Linked DNA regions of Rattus norvegicus: all the other regions are linked to region 3. A link is a contact called in public Hi-C data. All regions are on one chromosome and are shown on one strand. The core of a region is the stretch at or near the end of the contact, and the rest is flanking DNA. Distances in the headings are between cores, read along the strand shown. Region 1 has its middle 130 kb from the start of Nrp1. Region 2 overlaps Nrp1 (neuropilin 1). Region 3 holds the start of Nrp1 (neuropilin 1).

What was found. Hi-C and Micro-C count contacts between places; a contact is called where the count stands out from the background.
Region 1: a Hi-C map of kidney shows a contact between it and region 3, with 2.9 times the contacts expected there. The contact joins the enhancer-like site here to the promoter of Nrp1 in region 3. A contact is called at or near these places in 4 of 12 Hi-C or Micro-C datasets (the Rat2 cell line, Schwann cells, kidney and 1 more).
Region 2: a Hi-C map of hepatocytes shows a contact between it and region 3, with 2.5 times the contacts expected there. The contact joins the enhancer-like site here to the promoter of Nrp1 in region 3. A contact is called at or near these places in 12 of 12 Hi-C or Micro-C datasets (the A7r5 cell line, the Rat2 cell line, Schwann cells and 7 more) and 1 of 1 datasets of contacts at active chromatin or transcription factors (oligodendrocytes).

The regions. Positions count from the first base shown.
Region 1 is chr19:73,123,572-73,127,520 of GRCr8, reverse strand. No RefSeq gene overlaps it. Among named protein-coding and RNA genes, the nearest start is that of Nrp1, 130 kb to the left of the region's middle. Within about 2 kb of position 1,845, at least 19 of the 93 cell types and tissues checked have an H3K27ac peak or open chromatin away from gene starts, as enhancers often do. A contact at or near this core is called in kidney, where this site is marked.
Region 2 is chr19:73,392,218-73,396,064 of GRCr8, reverse strand. Nrp1 (neuropilin 1) reads right to left here. Exons shown (of 18, transcript NM_145098.2): 13 at 2,307-2,366. Among named protein-coding and RNA genes, the nearest start is that of Nrp1, 140 kb to the right of the region's middle. Within about 2 kb of position 1,549, at least 13 of the 93 cell types and tissues checked have an H3K27ac peak or open chromatin away from gene starts, as enhancers often do. A contact at or near this core is called in hepatocytes, kidney and liver, where this site is marked.
Region 3 is chr19:73,254,605-73,258,311 of GRCr8, reverse strand. Nrp1 (neuropilin 1) reads right to left here and starts at 1,755. Exons shown (of 18, transcript NM_145098.2): 1 at 1,678-1,755.

The sequences.
Region 1 (3,949 bases), core at 596-3,095, 130 kb after region 3:
AGAAAATTCGCTACATCTACTTTTGGTACAATAACAACATGCTTCTACTTTATTTTGTAAAACAAAATGAGGTAGCTTCTGGATAACATAAACTAACTTGTTTCAAGTAAGTATGGGATATTTTAGAATTATTGTGCCACATTACATAATAAGTGATATATAAATGTTCATGGGCTGGGGGAAACTCAGTCTGTAAAGCATGGGGCCTGGACTTTGATTCCCCAGAACCCACATAAAAAAACCTAAGCCTGACAATAACTCTCTATAATCCCAGTGCTGGGGAGGTGGAAACCTGCAGATCCCAGGGGTAAGCCCAGTGAGATACCTTATCTAAAAACATATGGTGGACAGCAATTGAGTAAGACACTCAAGATCTATCTCTGGTCTTACTGTCCCCTTATCCCACATATATAAATGCATGAAAGTTCAAAAAGCCTTTTATCTTAATATTTCTGTATATGTATTTGCATGTAATATACGCATGAGTACATATTTGTGTGTGTACATGTATGTAGAGATATATGTGTTTACATTTCATGGATGTCAGAAGTTGATATTAGATATCTGTTTCTATTGCTTTCATTTTTTCTTTTTTTTTTTTTTTTGAGCAACCGTTTGCCTAATCTGGCTTATCTGAAAGATCTAGAGATCTGCCCCACCCTCACCCTACCCCCACCACTATACTTATAGGTGCACACCATTATGCCTGGATTTTAGTAGGTGCTAGGGATCTAAATTAGGTAATTATGCTGGCATACCAGGCACTTTACCAATTGAGTATCTCTCCAGTTCTCCCAACCCTGGCTGAAATAGAAACAAACCCATGTGGGATAATAACATAGGTTTCTTTCTTTTCATTAGTGCCCTGAGCAGAGTGTATAGGGTTATAAAGACTTGAGTTCATGGTTTTTGACCAGAGGCCATTGTAACATTTCCAGATGGGGGAAGAGAACCAGGTATAACTGTTCTGGAAAGGTCATAAGCCTGTGGATAAAAGAAAATTAAAAGTGCAGTTCTGAATGACCAACACACAATGCTTTTGTGGTAGTTTTCTGAAGAGAATGTTGGATCAATATAAAACCATGTCCAATTGGCAGTGGTGTCTAAAATAACTTCAGATCTGGCTTCAGAAAGAGCTGAGAGAGAAAAAGAATTACACAAAGAAGCATGTGGGCAACAAGAAATTTGTCTTACACAGAACAAATCTTGATAACAGATAATTAATTCACAGAAGCTTCTGAAATTATTCAGCATGTTGTGACCATAGTCTAGAATAATGAGAAAGGGCGTGTGTCGAATTTCACTGTAAAATGTACCATTCCTAGGGCTGGGAAGATGACTGTCAGTAATGAGTTTGTCTTACAAGCATAGGACCTGAATATGATCTCCAGAAGCCATGTTGAAATGCTGGGTGTAGAAACACATGTGCTTGAAATCCTGGTGCTGAGGAGCAGAGACAGGTAGATCCCTATGGCCTAATGGCCAGGCAGCCTAGACTACTTGGGAGTGTTCCAGACCTAGATTGACAGCACCAAAGGAACCATATCTAAAGATGGTCTCAGGCTGCCACGTGTATGCAAACAAATGTACATGCACACACGTGTACCTACACACACACACATACACACACACACACACACACTCTCTCTCTCTCTCTCTCTCTCTCTCTCTCACACACACACACACACACACTGTTTCACGTAAGAGCTTGGAATTGTATAAATTTTTTAAGCCATGCACATGACTGTCCCTTCATTTCCTAAGATTTATGTAGTGACTAGAGCACCATTAAAGACAATCTCTGAAGGTCAAAACAATGTGAACAGCCTGGATGTGTGCACTGTCAGCTGAATAAGCCATGGGGCTGAAGGGATAGGCCTGGAATCCTTCCACAGAACAGGCCTGGCAAATTCCCATGAAATTAGGTCACTAGGCAAGTGTCCCAGGGCTGGCAGCATACTTAGAATTCTTACTTAATCTCCCTTCTAAGTGTGTTTTTTAAGAGTCTTTAGCACTTAGAAATTTTGCTAAGGTAGTATCTGAAATAGCAGAATGGTCTGAAAGTACATCAGATGAATGCTAAGTCTGAAGAATACAGATTAGAAAGCCCAGAGAAGGAAGAGGGAAGCTTAGACATAGAGACTCCAGTGTAAGGACCGTTCCATTAACAAGCGTTTACCACAAATGTTCAATATATCCAATACTCCAGCGTCTCTGTAGGTCAGGAAGTAGAAGTCCTAGGTCAGGTTTCCATTCATTTGGAAATTTGGTAATAGCCCAAACAGGGCAAATGCACCATTTTAACCCACATTTCCCCTCTGATGGTCTTCAGAAAGATGACCTTGACTCTGGATGCAATCACTCTGCAAGCACTGACCTGGCATACTGAATTACAAGGCTCACCCTCTTCTGTCACCTCAGAGTTCCAATTCTGTTTTTAGATTCCTGTTTCCTGGCACTTTTGCTTTTAAACTTCTCTGAACAAATACCCACTTGAGTGCTCTTGGAGACCCAATAGTGGTTCTTCATCAACAAAATGTTAAGGTCAAGTGTTTGGAACTTAAAGAATTCTGCTTTATCTTAGTATGTGGTCATTCCCCATGTAGCTAGTAACAATACAACTTCCTGGGGAACAGTAAGAACCTCCGATCACTGTCTGAAGTTCCTGACAGGGTGAGAAGGTGCCTCTCTGTGCTTCAGTGGAAAGGTGACCCATGCTCATAAGAACACTCATAAAAAGATAACATCTTAGAGTCAGAGTCTAACAGTATGGGCTTTTTTTAAAAAAAAAATTTTGAGTATTAGATGCTGGACACTCTCGGCTAACAGGTTAAAATTATGTGTCTGAGGGATATCTGCTTCCTGATGGGAACACCTCAATATTACTTGTACCCTCCTTTAACTTCAGTTCACTGACAGCAGGCTTTTCTGTTTCTTATGAATTTTATCTTCTTCTAATAGTGAGGAATTGCTCATGTCACGTTGTAAACCTAATTATTTGAAGAAGGGTTTTATGTCACATGTGGCTGACTGCTTATCTGTAATGTGCAGAAATACTAATCTTATTTGGAAATAACCACAAGGATCTGCTAAATTATGGATAAAGTCTGAATCACTTTATGCCTAATTATAAAAATAATGAGTAAAATATCAAAGAAATTTGTTTGGGGAATTCTAGTGAGAGAAAGAAGCACTAATAATTTTCCTAATAGGACTTTGGAAATAACTATACTCCCAGTTTTATAGGAAAATAGTTTCATTATTATTAATGTTTTTAATTCCCAAAAGTTAGTTGTGATTTTTTTGTACATAAGCTTGCTTGGAAAACAGACAAAATGATATCATTATTATGTGAATTTTATTGTGTCTCTATGAAAGCAAAAATAAACAGAAAGATTAATTTCAGATAAAGATAAAGACATCTCTGCAACTAAACAGTCCTTGGCAAATGAGTTTAATTTCCTGGGACTTGATTTCTGCCTCTATAAAATAAAGAGACTGGAATTAGATCACTCCTGATGGGAATCCTGAGGGTGTGTGTTCCTCAGTCAGCGGAATCTGGAAGTCTCTGTACTCACTGCCCTATTGAAGACTCATGGGAAGGCTGTGCACTGGAGGGCCTCACCTCTGCTGATGCAAACATTCCCAGCTGATTTAGCTACAGAATTGCCCTCTGGCTGCTTTATTTGACGAAATCAAAACAGTCACAGTTTTGGGGAGTGCTAGCTGGAAGGATAGGAAGTTCCCCAGTCCCCATAGCAAGTTGTTTCGTGTACTTCATAAAAGAGAGTGAAGAGCTAAGCCACCTTTCCTTTCCTCCCCTTTCTCCTTCACCCCAGCTCACTCACTCACCCCTTTAAAATAGGAGATAGGGTTGGTCTTATGTTCCTATATTAACTAGCCTCAAACTCATTGTATGGCTAAGGATGATCTTGAACTCCAGATCCTG
Region 2 (3,847 bases), core at 300-2,799, 140 kb before region 3:
TCAGGTCCCCAAGCTTGCACAGCAGGGGTAAGTGCTTACATATACTCACTGAGATACCCACTCGGCCCTTAAAACAGAATCTTAAGATTCTGCTTCGTTTGCAACTGCTCATGAAAACAGAATCTTGATGAAGGAGTAGGGTCTGTCTGTGGCCACCTGTGAAGTGTGGGAGGCCTCACCTTGAGCTAGACCTGTCTGGAAGCACATTACCTCCCTGTGAGGCCCATGCAGTGACCTAACCAGAAGGTTACAGCGAACATATAGCTTTTAAAGGTCACACAGTGCATGACCCTCCAGTGAGGAGGTGAGGACCAGATTTATAACTCAGACAATGGAATAAACAGGAAACCATATAGACATTGTCTATCTCTATGACCAGGCAGGCTGTTTGAACCAGTCTTGTCTAGATGGTGGTAGCAACAAATCTTACTGATTCATGCTCTGTGTACACCTGCCCTCTGACTTCGGCAGACCCTGAGATTGGGCTGACAGCCCCTTGTTTATAAGACCTTCACAAGCGTGACCTAGAGGTCCTGTCAAACGTGTTATCGAAACCTCTACCGGTGTGGTCGCCAATGCCTTCATTTACACTCTTTTTGAAGAGCGCTATCTCGTTTAATAGGGGAGAAGAGAGGTGGATGAAGCAGGTGAGCTCACTATTTCAGGGTGCTTCTAATCCTTTCTAGCAAGAGAGGAAACTAGATGAGCAGCTAAAGTGCATAGGGCGCCATCACAACCTCATATATTCACTCGTCCTCTTCCTGATAGAGGGCCAAAGACAGTGTATTGAGAGCCATAGTTCCACAGCCTCAACCCTACAGAGAAACCCTACTTGGGACATGTAGACCAGGGCTTTCATCCTGGTAACAGACAGGTAAGAGTAAAATATTTGCGAACAGACACTGTGCCTTTTCCTTTGTCATCAGACTATTAAAGCAACATTGGAATTTCCTTGTGAATCTCATTCTGGGAGGAGGAAGGCTGCAGGCTGGGCCAGCCAGAGGGAGAACTTGGTCTCTGGGAAGACTTCACACAGGCTGACGGCATGCCTCTTGCCCTCCATTTAAACACACAACCCACGTCTGAATCTCTGAGATGGAGTTGAGGGTCAGGTCACTGGACCTCTTCCCAATGTGAATAAATCGTCTTTCTCTGCTTGTCACTATTACTTGTTTGTTTGAATGACCTGTTGAGGATAGGTGGCCAAACCTAGCTTATTGTGGCTGCTAGGGCCTGGGTTCAGAGCCTAGCAACATCTTAGGCTAGAGCCCCAAAGTCAAATTACAACAGGTCTGAGCAGGAACACAGCACTTGGTGGATTGAGGTGACTGAGGGGTTTGGGGCTATGTGGGAACAAGCATTTTGTCAGCTGAACTCCTGAAAACTGGGAGAAAGTTCTGCAGAAGTTTGCTTTGCAGTTTAATCGGGTCAATGGTGACGGTGGCCTTTAAGGAAGCATGCTAATTAGGGAAGTCCTTTCTAGTCCTCTGTGAGGCAGTCAGTGTGGAGGAAACACTGACACACACACACCACACGGTCCATTAATAAATGACTGCAGAGGCCAAGGCTGAGTGAACTTCAATAAAGGAAATGAAAGTATCTGGGAAGCTGACCCTCTCACCTTCCACTAATGATTAACTCCAAAGTATTTAAAAAAAATCCCTCTGGTTGCTTATACAACTGCTTCCCTTCATGTGAGTCTGTAGGGAAGAATGTCACAGAATACGAACAGAAAACAAAGGAGGGCAGCCTTTGATAACCCGCACCACTGGGCGTACAGAGTCCTTGGGTTTTCCTCTGAGCGAGAGGATAAGGGGGATGCTCCCAGGGTGTTTCTCTGCCCAGGCACAGTGTAAACCTTGGTTTCCTGAGCCAGTCTTGTGGCACACCCTCTGTAAGTGCTGTTGTAAAACTGCCAACTCTGTGGCAGGCACAACAGACAAACTTTGCGCTTCTTGATTCTGCAGAATGGTGATGAAAATAAATAGTTAGGCTGTGGCTTGTGAGATTTCCTTCTTCTAGTTTGCAAACACAGGCCACATCAGAGCTGTGCTGCAATTAAACAAAGTATGTCTCTCAATTCCCTGGGGGAGGGGGGTAGCTGGGACTTGTCATTCAGCAGTGACTGATGAGGAAGGGAACCTTGTTCACTGGGGCTTACCGGGGACCAAAAGCATGTGGCTTTTATAGCCTTGCTGTTCTCCTAGGCCTTTAGAGCAATGGAAGCCAGAAACCTCAGTGTGATGCTATTTTGGGAGTGGGATTGGAAGGGGTGTATGGAATATAGACACTTTAGGTTTTCATACCTGATTGGATGGTGCTGTCTATAATGGTTGGCTTCTCTGTGGCCAGGACAGTGGTGCCTCCTGAAAAATAAGAGTAGCATCATACCAAAGTAAGAAAACAAAGGTAGCATGCAATAATGTTACAAGCTCACATCTTTACACATTCCCCACAGAAAATTCTTACTTTAGTTCCTGCCAGGACCAATCACATTTGACTGATTCTTGGTCTACCACAATATCTAATTCAAACAACATTACCGTAAGATTGCTTTGTTTTCATTTTATGTATGTTTTGTGCATGTTTACCTGTGTGTGCAGATTCACATTAAGTGTGCAGGGGCATGCTCATGCAGATGCCAGAAGATAATCTAAGGTGTCGTGTCAGAAATATCACTTAGATCCTTTGAAACAGGACTACACAAGTAGGCCAGATTGTTGGCTAGTGAGTCCCGGGGACCCCAGCTATAAGCTTGTTGCTACTATGCTGTGTGTGTGTGTGTGTGTGTGTGTGTGTGTGTGTGTGTGTGTGTGTGTGTGTGTATTCTAGGAGTTGACTTCAGGTCCTTAGGCTTGAAAGGGAGCCCCATATCAATTGATCTATAGTCTCAACTCTAACAGCATTAAATGAAAAGACATTTGCTTACAACTTTTTTAAATGAACAAATAAATATTGTCTCTATGATACACAATCACTCTCTCTTTCTCGCTCTCTCTCTCCCCCTCTCTGTCTCTGTCTCTGTCTCTCTCTCTCTCTCTCTCACACACACACACACACAAACGCACGCGCGCGCGCTAAATTGCACTAATTAGCAAATGCATTACCCTACACCCCACTTTTTAATGGTTGTGGTAGTGAAAACTCTTGTAGCAATTTTCAAGTATGCCATACATCCTGGCATGTTTTATCATAAAGCATCCAGAAGGCATGAGGAGTCATGGACTTTATTCTAAGGCTAAATACAGCGTTCTGTTTCAAGAGTGAAAGACCAGGTCTATACCCTTCTCACTGACTTAAGTATTAAACTTGACCTACACCTTGAGGCATTCAATACTTTCCAGAGTTTGAGAAGTGGGCCTTCAGGGAAGTCATGAGGTCAGTCCCCATGAGGTATTTTTAAAACTGAAGTTTTAAAATGGATGGCTGTGGTTCTTCCTGTTTTATTCTTTTCCTTTGGCATAGCTGTTTATTTTTTCCAAGAACAAATATTCTGCTCAGAGTGTTTTGGAGAAGTGGTAGAAGTATCTGAAGGCAAAGGGGATAAACACTTCTTCCCAATCCCAAGGGACTTGAAGATTGACTGGTAATTACATGAATACTTGCAGATTTGATTCAGCCTGGGACTTCTTGGAAATCTCTGTCAGGGAATGGGCAGTAGCCTTTGCAGACTTAAACTTTCTTCTGCAGGGTTGCTCTGCCCTCCACTCACCATCAGTCTAGGCTGTTCTAAGTAGTGTTCTCTCACACTGTGTGTGTGTGTGGTGCTTGCCTATGAGGATACATTCACATGGACACATGTGTGTGAGGGTGTCCATGAATGTGTGTGCTCCAGTATACAGAAGCA
Region 3 (3,707 bases), core at 506-3,005:
GCACCCGCCTCTCTCTCCGACCTCCCCCTCCCTCCCAGATCCCTTCCCTCGCTTCCTCCCGCCCCCTCCCCGCACAGCTCTGCCAGTGATTGCCTGGCTGGAGATTCGGAGACACAAGTTTCTCTCTGCACGCTTTCTCCTTCGGTCCTTTGGGCTCCCCCCTCCACCCCACCTCCGGGCACCCTGCTGTGCTCTCCGCGGGAAGAAGGTCATTGGGGAGCCAGTAGTCTGTGCCCATAGCGCAAGGACACGTGTGTGTCAGGAGGGGCAATGCTAGTGGTACCAGCCCCAGTGATCAGCTAGTCTACCTTGGCGAGATCTCTGCACCCCAGGACTGAGCTAGGCTGAGGATCCCGGAGCCCAGGAGTTCTGAGAGCCCGGGGTTAGCTGCTACTTCAAGGAACTCCAAATCCCTAGTCACCCGCGCCCCAGGTGGTGTGGATCACGCGTCAGTCCTTGCTTTCACTTCCTGGGTGCCAGCCTGAGGTTTGGGGCGGGAAGCAGCCAGGCACTCCAGAATGCTGCGAGTAAGACTGTTGACCAGAAGAAGAAGGCTGTTCTGGGAGACGCGCTACTAGAGAACTGCGACCGTGCCTCTGCCACGTAAAACATAGGCAGACCTTCTTGGAGCACGGAGCCTGGCTGCAGCCGAACAAGACCACCTCGCCGTGCATAAAGGCGAGGCTGGGTACCCGACCCCCCATCTCCACCCCTGACGCTGCAGGCTGCATTGTTCCCCGAGATTTGGTGCCCTCTCCTTTGGGGTTACATGAGCCAGGAGGATGGATGGTGGCGCGCCTTTCAGCTAGGGGGCAGCCGCCAACAGACACAGAGCAGCCACGTAGAACTCCAAGAATCTGAATCAGGGGTCCAAGGTTCTAAGGGTGGAGGGGCCCATTTCTGTGCACCCTGAAGGAAGGACAAGACTGGCAAGGACCCCTCATGAGGGTGACAGGATGATCTTTGCAAGGGTCTCGTAGTGCCAGGTTTAGATTACAGGCAATTGTGTCTACTGGTCCTCCAGCCTCACCCGCCACCCACAGAAGAGGTGCGTCCCAGTCCCCCGCGTCTGCCCAGTGCTTCCCCTCCCCCACGTCGTCCGGTTCCATCCTCCAGGGCATTCCGAGAACTGCAGCAGGTGGTGTTTGGCTTATGAATAGCAAGGACACCCAGGGACTTAAACTGGTTGAGGCCTCTGATCAAGTACGAGTATAAGAGACTCTATGCCCTCGGAAAGAGCTGGTGGATAAGGTGAAAAGGTCATACGCCTTCTGGGAGGTGGCATTTATAGACACACTACCACCACAGAGACTAACTCCTACCTGGTGCAAGGGCTGGCAAAGATTTAGGATTGCTGGCAAGGAGACTCTGGTCAAAGGTTTTGGCTGAAAAATTAGGGTCAGTCAGGGAGAAAGGACACCCGGGGACACTGGTGCCCCAGGCCAGGAATCTGCGTTGGGTGTCTGGACTGGGCGCTGAACTGAAGCTTGTGCATTGCGCGGATCTCCAGCCTGGGCTCCGGCGCAGGACCCACTGGCTCCAGAGTCCAGCCTTCTTTTCGGCCCTGGTTACCGAGCCCGCCTCCAACGCAGCCTCTCCCTCCCTGCCCCACCGCAAAGCCACCCCCTTGTGTAGAGAGCCAGCCCTGGAGCGCCTCCGTTAGTCGCCACTAGCTACCTCTTTGGTTCTCTGACCCTTATGGAAGACCGGGTGGGTTGGGCGTGCCAGAAGGCTGGGAGTCAAACGCCTGAGTCGAGCGGAAGGGGCAGTCGCGAGGCCGTTGGCCCTCTGCAGGCAAGGTCTAGGCGATAGCCGCGCCCAGGGCAAAGCTGAGGTGGGAGGAACAAGAGTGGTGGCGGGGTGGGGAAGCTGGGGGTGGAGGGGAGCTGGCAATCTGCCACAGGGAGCGCGTGTCCCTACCTCCCTACGCCAGGCATCGGGCGCATCCTTGCCAATTCCAACTGTGCTGGGCAAGCCTCAGACTCAGGGTGACCCGGAGCCACCTTAGCCCTGGAGTCCAAGAGACCGGTGTCTCGGAGGACTTGGCGAGTCGACATAAAAGGGAAATCAGGCCAAAACTGTGGAGATCCAGATCCTTGTCTTTTTCGGAAGAGGAATCCCAATGCCCGGCTCGCTCGCCCAGGTGAAGCTGTTATTTAATCAATCTGCCCTGGGTCGGATTGAGCTAAGGGGTACAGGTGAGACACTTAAGTGATCAGCTGGTGCTCCCTGTGAAAGCCAGTTCCTCAAACCCAGAGACAAGGGGGAGAAAGGGCTTTGAAGCTTGGGGTACCAGTGAAGGACTCCTGTTTTTCTGGCTCAGTCCCTAAGTTCTCTTGACAGCTTTTCTCTAACTGGTAAGGCATGCCTTCTGTGTACTTTAGGGGAGACATACTTAAAACTCTCTCTCTCTGATTTTCCAGGACTAGGCTTATCTGAGGCTTCCCTAGATTCCTTTTTTTTCCACAGTGGGTGCTGCGAAATGGAACCCAGCCGCCCTAATTAGTAATTGTCAGCTCATGCCATTGGTATATTGCTAACCATTCTGGTTAACAGCCTTTTCCTGTGCCGTAAGATTCCATCAAGAAGAGATAGGCCGTTTAAGATACCTGCAACTCTCCACCCAGGGAGACAGACTGGCTTTATAGGAGAGCAAGTGTGAGACAGAGGAAGAATTTGGCAGTATTCCTAGTTTGATTTTATTTTGGTCTCGTGCACACATTCCTCCTCTTGATATCACAGATCTGCCTAGGAGACAGGGCCTGCTTCCACCTTCAGGTGATTTATCTATCTGCTGCCCTAACCGTGCTGGATAGAGGATGTCTGTGGTCAGTACCACCTCAGGGACTGCTGAGGATGCAACCTGTTTGAGCATGGCCAGTATGAACTAGCTGGGTGGAAACACCCTGCTCCTTTCACCGAACCACATCAATTTGTTAGAAATAAGAGGAGAGTCATTGCTCCCAGAAGGCCTTTGGAGCCACCTATTTCTGAAGGGCACAAATGGGGATGGGTACAACACGGGGATCCCAGTTAGCTCAAAACCAAATCAAGTGCATTCGAGATGACGATGACGCATTGCGTTGTTTTTAAAACACAATCTACAGCTATAGAAAAACAATCGAAAGAATTCTTGGGAGCTAACCAACATCTGACATGGAAGGAGAGAACTGTGGAAAGAATAAGAAACTACAATTTACAACCACACGCAGTGGTCTGGAGTCGTGATCCCAGCACTCTGGAACAGGAGGCAAGAGGATCAGGATTCTGAGGTTAGAGTGAGTTGGAGGTCAGTCTGTGCTACCTGAGGCACTATCTTCTCAAAATAAAAAACATAAAAACAAAACAAAACAAACAAACAAAAAAAAACCCCTTTGGGTCAGAAGAAATGGCATTGTGGTGAAGGGAAGGTTCTGCTCTTTCAAGATCAATTCCCAGTGCCTATACTAGGTAACTCAAGACCACCTATATCTACAATTCCCAGGGATCCAATATCCTCTTCTAAACCCTGCAGGCACTTCCATTCCCATGCATATACCCAGCCATATGTACACACAATTAAAATAATTTAAGTTTTTTTTAAAGATTTATTTATTTATATGTAAGTACATTGTTGCTGTCCTCAGACACACCAGAAGAGGGCATCAGATCTCATTACAGATGGTTGTAAGCCATCACGTGGTTGTTGGGAATTGAACTCAGGACCT